Linked DNA regions of Zea mays: regions 1 and 2 are each linked to region 3. The links are chromatin contacts, called in public Hi-C maps. All regions are on one chromosome and are shown on one strand. The core of a region is the stretch at or near the end of the contact, and the rest is flanking DNA. Distances in the headings are between cores, read along the strand shown. Region 1 holds the start of LOC100277660. Region 2 has its middle 50 kb from the start of LOC100282434. Region 3 has its middle 73 kb from the start of LOC109939939.

The links. Hi-C and Micro-C count contacts between places; a contact is called where the count stands out from the background.
Region 1: a contact with region 3 is called in a Hi-C map of leaf, with 7 times the contacts expected there. The contact joins the promoter of LOC100277660 here to the enhancer-like site in region 3. A contact is called at or near these places in 2 of 25 Hi-C or Micro-C datasets (bundle sheath and leaf).
Region 2: a contact with region 3 is called in a Hi-C map of bundle sheath, with 4 times the contacts expected there. The contact joins two enhancer-like sites. A contact is called at or near these places in 2 of 25 Hi-C or Micro-C datasets (bundle sheath and leaf mesophyll).

What each region holds. Positions count from the first base shown.
Region 1 is chr5:96,420,910-96,423,954 of Zm-B73-REFERENCE-NAM-5.0, reverse strand. LOC100277660 reads right to left here and starts at 1,641. Exons shown (of 5, transcript NM_001151168.2): 1 at 1,078-1,641. The coding sequence starts at 1,419.
Region 2 is chr5:95,778,113-95,781,105 of Zm-B73-REFERENCE-NAM-5.0, reverse strand. No RefSeq gene overlaps it. Among protein-coding and RNA genes, the nearest start is that of LOC100282434, 50 kb to the right of the region's middle. Within about 2 kb of position 1,640, at least 19 of the 20 cell types and tissues checked have an H3K27ac peak or open chromatin away from gene starts, as enhancers often do. A contact at or near this core is called in bundle sheath and leaf mesophyll, where this site is marked.
Region 3 is chr5:96,099,638-96,102,649 of Zm-B73-REFERENCE-NAM-5.0, reverse strand. No RefSeq gene overlaps it. Among protein-coding and RNA genes, the nearest start is that of LOC109939939, 73 kb to the right of the region's middle. Within about 2 kb of position 1,534, at least 19 of the 20 cell types and tissues checked have an H3K27ac peak or open chromatin away from gene starts, as enhancers often do. A contact at or near this core is called in bundle sheath, leaf and leaf mesophyll, where this site is marked.

The sequences.
Region 1 (3,045 bases), core at 392-2,891, 320 kb before region 3:
CCAGATGTCCACGCCACGCAAAAGAACCTAGCGAACTCCGCTGCCCCGCCGCGGCCATAGCCGCCACCGACGCCCACACAGACGCGGCGGCGCAGGGCAGCACCTAAGGCTCGTCGCGCTCGAGGCCGGTGGGCGCCCCACGTCACGTGTCGCGCGTGCCGTCCCTCCCCCGTCCCCACCCACCCCGTCGCGCCGCGTTTTAACTCCCGCATTTGACTCCGTCTCCACTCTCCACCTCCCGAGTACTCGGGGCCCACAGGCTCCACGCTCCCACCACACGAGCAATTGCGCCGGGGGATAAAAGGAAGGCCGAAAATGACCGGACTACCCCCCCGGGAAAACGAGCGCTCCGTGGGGCAAGCCCAGGGGCAGCTCTGGCGGCACGGAAGCCATGGAAGGCCCAGCTCCGGCCGCACCCACCGGCTTCCACTACTTGCCCTAAATTAACCCCACGTCTAAGAGTCAACCACCGGCGCATAAATGAATTAAACAAAAACACAGGCACATACACCAAGGAAGGAAAAAAAAAGCGAAGAACCTATTTTCCTTTGTAAGTACTTATCAAATGTCTAATCCAACGCAAAATTTGGAAATTCCGAAGGTAATAGAAAAAAGAGAGAGGAATGTGAATGCGGATCTGTAAAGCGAAACGTGAGATGGGACTTGACGTCCGCGTCAAGCAAACTTAGCATTGAGAGAGAAAAAAATGGAGGGGCGAGGTTAGCGGATGGCTCGTTTGGAAGTGTGTGTTTGAGAGGGAAAGAGTTGGGAGATGAGAGAAGGAAAGCGAAGATGGTGGTGGTGGTGGAGCGACGAAGGGAAAGGATTTTTTGCTGACCACTAGGGACAGTTTCGTCACGCACTCACGATAACCGGAAAAGGGGAAAAGGGCAAAAGAAAACTCGGGAAGGCAACAGCTGATAGGAGAGAGAGGGAGAGAGAAGGCGAGGAGGGTACTGGTGAAGGCATGGTGGGGGAGGGAGAAGAACCCAAAGCAGCAGGGCGGCGGCTACAGTTCAGACAGAGAAAAGGAACAGGGGGAAGTGGGCGTCGTCAGCGTGTGAAGAAGGCACGAACCTTGGTCGCCGGTCCGGGTCGGTGGGCCAGGGAGGAGAAGCCGCCGTCCTCACCGCCGCTGGTGGACGCGGCGGAACCGGAGCCGGAGCCACCGCTGTAGTCCAGCGGCGACGCCGGGCTGGCCCTGCCCCACCTCGCCTTGCCCGAGGAGCCCGCGGACGGCGAGCGGCGGCGCGAGCGTTTCCCCCGCGCCACCGCCGGCCACACCAGCTCCCCGTCCCGCGCCGGCTCCGTCCTACGCAACCACGGCGGCGTCCACCCGGCGAGGTCGGCCCCGCGCATCGAGCAGATGATGCCGGCCGCAGCGGCCACGAGCTCGTCGGCTTCCGCGTCGGCTGCCATGGTGGCTTGGCTTCCCCACGCAGCTTAGCTTAGCTTGCTCAGGTCGCAGACCGACGAAGCCTGGACGTCGGCAGGGAGAGACGGGGAGAGAGATAGGAGAGAGGGAGAGGTGGAGATGTGGGTGGAGCCGTGGAGGGAAGGAGGAGGAAGGGAGGCGAGTGGAAGGAAAGGAACGGGATGTGGGGTGAGGCGGGGCGTGGAGGTGGGAGGCGAACCAAAGCTGCGGTGCCGTGGCCGGGGGAGCCTTTTAAATGCCGGAATAATAAAACTGCGGATTAAAAAAACTGACCCACGCCCAGACGACACACACCGCTCCTTCCCTCCACCTACGAGAGCTACGGCCCTGCCCTCGGGCAACCGAGCTCCCCGCTCTCTGTTACTGGGACCCACCGTCACTGTGGCCCGCAGGTCATAGGCAGCGATGTCCGCCTGTGGCCCCGCATACCCGGTGGCCTGCCGTGGCCAGACCTGGCGCTGGCGGAGCCTTTCCGCGCCGTACCGCAGCGTGGCCGAGGGGGGTGGGGCCCCTGCGTCAGCGGGCGAAACGCCGGGGACGGCTCGAGGCTTCGGGCGCAAGCCAGTACTACGACCGCGGGCGGGCGGGACGGGATTGGAGGAACAGTGTGTCGGTCAGCGGCAAGCCTCGGGTCCCTTAGGGGGCGTTTGGTTGCCTTCTCCGGTGGTGCAGCTGCATCTACACATGCAAAAAGTAGTGTTTGTTTGGTTCGTTGTATCGTACGAGACAGGCTAGCACGGAACTTAAAGCGCCGCGAGCCAGGCCCGGCAGAAACGCATCGCGCGGCCGCACGCGCGCGGCCAGGCTCCGCTCAGCCAGCTCTTTACTCGTGCACGCATATCGAGACACGTTTTTAATTGGTTTTTTCATTATATCGTCTAATTAAAAGATTTAATCATCGAACCGATTTCATATCCGCGTTCCTGACATTTTTGCGAACGAAACTAGACCACTCATACTATATATATTTCAAATAAAAAAATTACGTGATTAAGATTAATATATAATTAGTGTATATTAACATGTAATTAGTATCTATTAAGCAATTTACCATATAATTAGTGTCTATTAATAGATTTTTTAATTTATTTAACAATTTTTTTAACTCATGCACCATGTACTCATGCAAGCAACCAAACAACGTCTCTTGTGAACCAGACTGGCCACATACACACAACCAAACACGCTATACTGCATGCACTCAGCCAGTCCAGTCTGAGCCAGGCTCACTAGATACGAGCCAGGCTCACCCATACAAGTAACCAAACGCCCCCTTATGGAAGAGGAGGACGGCGCCGGACGCGCCTGCTCTGCGCGGCGGGGCCCGCCCCGAGCTGGTGGAAAACGGTGGGACCTGCGGGAAGCGAGCGCCACACAGCGCGAGTCGCTCGCCCCTTGACTCTTGTGCGCTTGCTCAATGTGCCGCAAGCCCGCAACCGCAACTGCTCGACTGCCGCGAAGAAAATCCTCAGCGAGTGTAGCTGCGCGCCTGCGCCTTGGCCCTCGCAGAAAAGTGTGTTGCGTGCGTGCGTGCGTTCCAAGGCGCGCACGGAACGAAGAGGCAGGCGAGGCCGCTGGCCGTACGTGGCCGAAGCCGCAACAGCGGCCCT
Region 2 (2,993 bases), core at 391-2,890, 320 kb after region 3:
AATCTCATTTAGCATATACCACCTACTAAGCTCTCTATTCTACCTACTAAATTATTCAGTCTACCTACAACTATGTCTTAAGTACATGGCCCTAACATGGATGATGAACACCAAGACTGGAGAAGGAAGATGATAGATCAACCTCGTCAACGAAGGATAGAAATCAAACAGAACTCGAGATGAACCAAGATCCACCAATCCGGATGGAAGCCCTTCTGTCCCCCCACCTTTCTTACCTTAACCTAAAATATCCTTCTCCCCACTTGTGTGGTAGCTAGATGAAAAGATACCCATGCTTCCCTACTCACTTTTTAATTAGTTAAAAAAATTGATTTTACCCTAATTAGAAACTGAAAAGCTAAACTACAAACAGAACTTTTTGTATCCCTTTTTCTACTAATCTCGAGGACGAGATTATTTTTAAGGGTGTAGAATTTGTAACACCTCGAAATATTATATTGTTAGTCTAGTGAAATTTTCCATGCATTTTGAATTTAAATACCTTTCAATAAGAATTTTGTTAGCTCCAGGGCTACACCTCTTAAAACCAAGGTAGTATAATAAAGTTTTAAATAAAAGTATCCATATATGATGTTAGTTTTCCTTTAAAAAATGTATTTACAAGTACTCTCTAAAGAACTTTATGCACACAATAAAATTATTTTTCTAAAATACATACTTCATATTTTGTGTATAGATTGCATATTTTAAAGTGTTTGTTTAAATAAGGTAATAAATAAAATATAATTTTGCACCATACTAGGATTTTGAGTGTGCATTAAATTTGAATTCTTAAACTTTATCTCGAATTTGAATTTGAAATTTTAATTAGAAAACAACATAGAAATTAAAATAGAAAATAAAAGAAAAAGAAATACTCCCCTTGGCCGGATGGGCCAAATCTGCCCGCCCCTGCTACTTCATTTCCCTCTACATGGCCCAAACCGAATCACGGGTGCTGCAATGCGTCGACATGGCGGGCCCACACGCCAACCTCTGTGTGCGCGTGCGCCATTCGTTCTGACCACTGCCTGGAGGACCCCACATGGCAGCTCCCCAATCCCCTACTCGTTATTCTGCTGCTGTCGCTAGTGGGTGGGTCCTAGATGTCAGGGTCATCCCCAACCTTTGGTCTGTTCCAACAAGCGCCAAGATCTCCGGGCCGATCCCCTCTAGGCGAAGTCCGAGGCTTCGACAATATAAAGGGGGGCGCATCACGACCAGCCCATCCACCCGATGGCCGTGGACCGTCTCGGGCGAGCACGATCAAGGAGCTGAGCTAACTGAGTGCATCCATGGGAAGAGAGAAGCACCGCCGCGGGCAAAATCGTCGAACACAGTCGCTCCTACGCCGACGTGTAGCTTTGGAGCATCAACGGGATGTCGAGGAATCAGCGGTGGCGATAGGTGGCATGGGGATTGCTCGAAGTCGTTCAAAACCGGCCGCGGGCCGCCAATCACCGCGTCGGACCCTCTCTCCATCTCCTCCACCGGTAAGGACCCCTCTGTTGGGTTCGCTATCGCCTCTGCATTGCGTAGAAGCTTTCGGATTGGGGGATTTGTGCTCTAGTGCACCGGTTCGGTACTTCGCGGGTGATGGTGCGACGCGGGCAGGGCAGCGGTACCGCGGTCAGCCGGGGTTTGGGCGGGCTACTCGGTGATCGTCGGATTGGGCAGCAATGGTCCGGATTAGGGTAAGCATACACAATCAGCTGGGGAAAATCATGGCCGTAGATCTTGAATCCTGCAGACGAAGGTCAGATCGCGGTGATTTTAAATCTCGAGCATTGATGCGTGATCGTGTGGCTCAGCTCATGCGATACCCCTTCGCCATTTTGCGTATAAGCCCCCCGACTTTCTAAGAAACCAACACGTCGTCCTTTGGTATTGAAAGAATATTACGCTGAGGTCTTGGAATTTGCGGTTTAAGCCCTGAGCTCTCTGGAAATCATATTCGCGGTCCAGAGCCATTGGAAAAAAATCAGAATTAAATAAGAAATTGATTTCTAGTAGAAAAATAATTCTATAAACTTGTTTAATTCATATTTAATTCATTTTAACTCCATTTTTTATTCATTCCAGTTGCATTAGATCCATAATAATATTCTTTATCCCCTGGTAGCTTTATTTTGTTATGAAACCTAAATTAAAATTATGTACTTAATTCCTTTTGTACCCCACTCCTAAATCTTTAGAAATTCGTAACTTTATAACCGTAGCTCCGAATTTAGTGGTTCTCGAACCTACGATCACGTAACAACGCGTAGATTATTATTATGCATCTTGTGCTTATGCTTGGAGTGATGTTAATTTTGCCTATATCATGTTTATTTGTATTTCTACGAATAGCAGTGAGGTCACGAGAATTTGAAGACCATCCTAGTACTTGGAATCTCAAGTTTCAGGCAAGTTGTGCCCTTGATCACTCATTTTTTTCCTAATAATGTTTGTTGTTAATCATTGTGACATACTCAGGTTAATTTTATGGGACCTAATAGGTTTCCCTAGTATTGTTTATTCCCCATCTTGCAAACAGATGAATTATTGGGTAGATTTGTTATTGCTCAACCTGGTTTTGGGAAACTAATGTTTCATTATGATCATGTTCCAATTATGTTGTTGTTTAATTATTGTTCATGATAAGATCATATTGTTAATTGGAACATGGAGAACCACCCGGGAAAACAGTGCTACCACAAGGGTGGTATGGGACGCCCTTGGCTGACTAATTAGGAAAGCTAGTGGAGGACTACCTTACCGGAAAGGGGCAAGGGCAGAAGGGGAGTGGTTGGTGTAGAGAGGTCCTCGGGTTGATTTTGCTGCGATGGCGGTCAGGCGAGGGATCCCTGCATTGGGACCTCCTAGAAACTGTAGCGAGTTTTCTGAAGCTAGTGAAACTTTGTAAAGGCCTCGTAGTGTTACCCTGCCTCGCTTCCTTGGTTGAGGTGTATGGGATTCATAACCCCTTGGCAGATGGATAACATGACTTGTGG
Region 3 (3,012 bases), core at 285-2,784:
ACTGGCTTTCATGTCAAATCAGTGGCACTATTTGATAAACAATAATATTATAAAATTATAGGAATTGAAATGGATTAATTTGGACTTCATATGAATTTTATATGAATTAAACAAGTTTTAGGAATTGTTTTTATATTAAAATTCAATTTCTAATTCAATTTCTTTGTTTTTCTCATTCACTGGACTGCGCGCGTAAAAATAGAGAAATGCAGGGGGTTTGATATAAAACTTCTTAAGACTAAGAGAGCGCCCGAGTGGATGGCGGGTTTATTTTTCAGAACCCCGAGGGCTCTTTTGCAACTAGCGCTGGCTGAAAGGGTACCTGGCGATCTAGGCCGTCGGATCTAGAACTTGTGCGCCAGATTAGACCTAGGTTAGATTTTACCTGTACCCGACCCTGGTCGTTGGAGATCCGCGGTACACAGCGCATGGTTCCTCGCTTGCTCGATTTCCATCCAACGGCGAAGATCTATTCTACACTAATCGGTACGCTACACTCGATCATGGCCGTCCAACACGAGGTCGACGGTGTTAGGCTCATCTTCTCCACACGAACCTGTTACGGCGGTGCCGCCCAGAGTCTACGGAGGTTCCTCACCGGAGTGCCGCCCAATCGAGCACCGGAGTGCCGTTTTCCCCCCACTAGCACACGGTGTACGGATTTGAGGTGCAAAAAATCCTATGCATAACGCGGAAGGGCATTGTACAATTGGGACATGCGCATACCGGCAATTGGAGGCAGCTCCCAGTGAATGACTGCGCGACTGAGTTCCTTCGAGGCGAGTCCCGGCACCCTAACTTGATGCCGCAAAGGACGCCACCTACGGTACGGGGAGCACCGCAGCCGCCACGCGCGTCCAGAGCCCGGACGACTCTTCCCCGCGGTTGCCCAGACCACCGCGCACAGCTCGGCGCGTGGCTGCTGATGTTTTAGCGAGTGCTTCCCCGCACGCGAAGCTCCCTGGCGGCGGCGCAGAGCACGGTTGCGGCGGCCCGGTGAAGTTCCTCGGCCATGGCAAAGCAGTTCCCGCTCCCGCACGGCGCGGCCCGCGACACCAGCGGCACCGAAGCTCCATCTCCCTCCTCTCTCTGCGTTTTCCCTCGCCGTTTGACCCGTGGTGACGCAGCAGAAGCCTCTAGCCATGGAACTCCCTGAACCGCGAAAGATCCCTGCGCCCATGGAGGAGCTCGAACAGGAAGTAGACTTGTGTGATGTGCGCCATGGCTTGACGTCGAGTGGAGGAAGGGGGTTCTCTGCGCCTAGTACTGCTGTGGGGGAGAAATTCTGGGAGTGTGGCGGCGCGACTGTTTATGTGCAGAGGTAGTTGGACCTTCGATGGTGGCTGCGCAGAAGCCGGTGCATCCAGCGGGATCCCAGCGCGTGGCCTGCGAAGACCGTGGCAGAAGCCCACCAGCCACCACGCGATTCTGTTGCGCACCGAGGCGAAAAGAACTCGGTCTTCAGTTGCTACCGACCTGGGGGTTGGGGAAAGACCTGACGCCTGGGGGCCACATGTCATCCGCAGAAACGCGACGGTGGGAAGGGGCTGAGTCCCACACGACAGCGAGAATAAGCACCAGAGCGCGTCACTTGAGACTAGGCAGTGGGCCCGCGCACCAGTAGCGCAACAGCCACGCAGTGGTGGAGTTAGTGGGCCAAAAAGGGAAGAAAACTGGGCTGGCAGGTGAGAATTCGGCCCAATTGGCCCGTTCACCAATTCTTTTCCTTATTCTCATTTTCAGTTTTGTATTTCTTTCAAGTTTGAATATGGTTTAAATTGAATTTTAAATCTGGGTTTTCAGTTTTCTAATTCCAAATAAATGCACAATCAAAACTTCAACATGAATGCATGAATATACTTTTATTAATCTATTTATTATTTTATTTATGATAATGTTTTTGAATATGTCACTTGTGTACTCCACATTGTATTATTTATTTTTTTGAATGTAATTTATAGTATATAACATATGTTAATTTAGATGCTTCAAGAAAGTATTTATAAATACATTACTCATATAAGGGTCTTTTTATATAGTCTCCTAAAAAATATTTAAAGGAAATATGCCTCTTTTAATAAGATCCATAATTAAAATGACTCCTTTATTATTTCTCAAGTGACTAGGGTTTTAGGAGCTAGATTCTAGGGTTTACACCCGGAATGCCACCAGATAGGGAAGTCAAATTCATTATTGATCTCTTACCTAGTACTGCTCCCATTTCAAAAAGGCCATATAAGATGTCAGTGGAAGAGTTAAAAGAACTTAAGAAACAGTTAACGGAGTTGCAGAAAGCAGGGTACATTCGTCCGAGTTCCTCACCTTGGGGAGTGTCGGTTCTGTTTGTACAGAAGAAAGATGGATCGCAAAGGATGTGTGTGGATTATAGATCCCTTAATGATGTTACTGTGAAGAACAAGTATCTGTTACCCCGCGTTGAGGATTTATTTGATCAGATGAGAGGTGCAAGGGTGTTCTCGAAGATTGATCTCCGATCAGGTTATCATCAAATGAAGATTAGACCATCTGATATTCCTAAGACGGCTTTCTCAACCCGATATGGTTTATATTCGTCGTGGTATTCATCAACGATATTCTTATTTATTCCAAGAGTGATAGTGATCATGAGAAACATCTGAGATTGGTGCTACAAAAGCTATGGGATAATCAACTCTACGCTAAGTATAGCAAATGCGAGTTCTAGATTGATGAAGTGCCATTCCTTGGACATATCATTTCTAATGGTGGGATATCAGTGGATCCTGCTAAAGTCAAGGAGATATTGGAGTGGAGTATACCAGTACAGTTACTGATGTCCGGAGTTTCTTAGGACTTGCAGGCTATTATCGGTGATTTATTGAAGGGTTCTCTAGGATTGCTAAGCCTATGACCTCACTTCTGGAGAAGGGAAGAGAGTTTAAGTGGGACTCGAAGTGCCAAGATAGCTTTAATCAACTGAATTTAGGTTGATGTCACCCCTAGTGTTGGTTATGCCAGATCTACAGAAGGGAT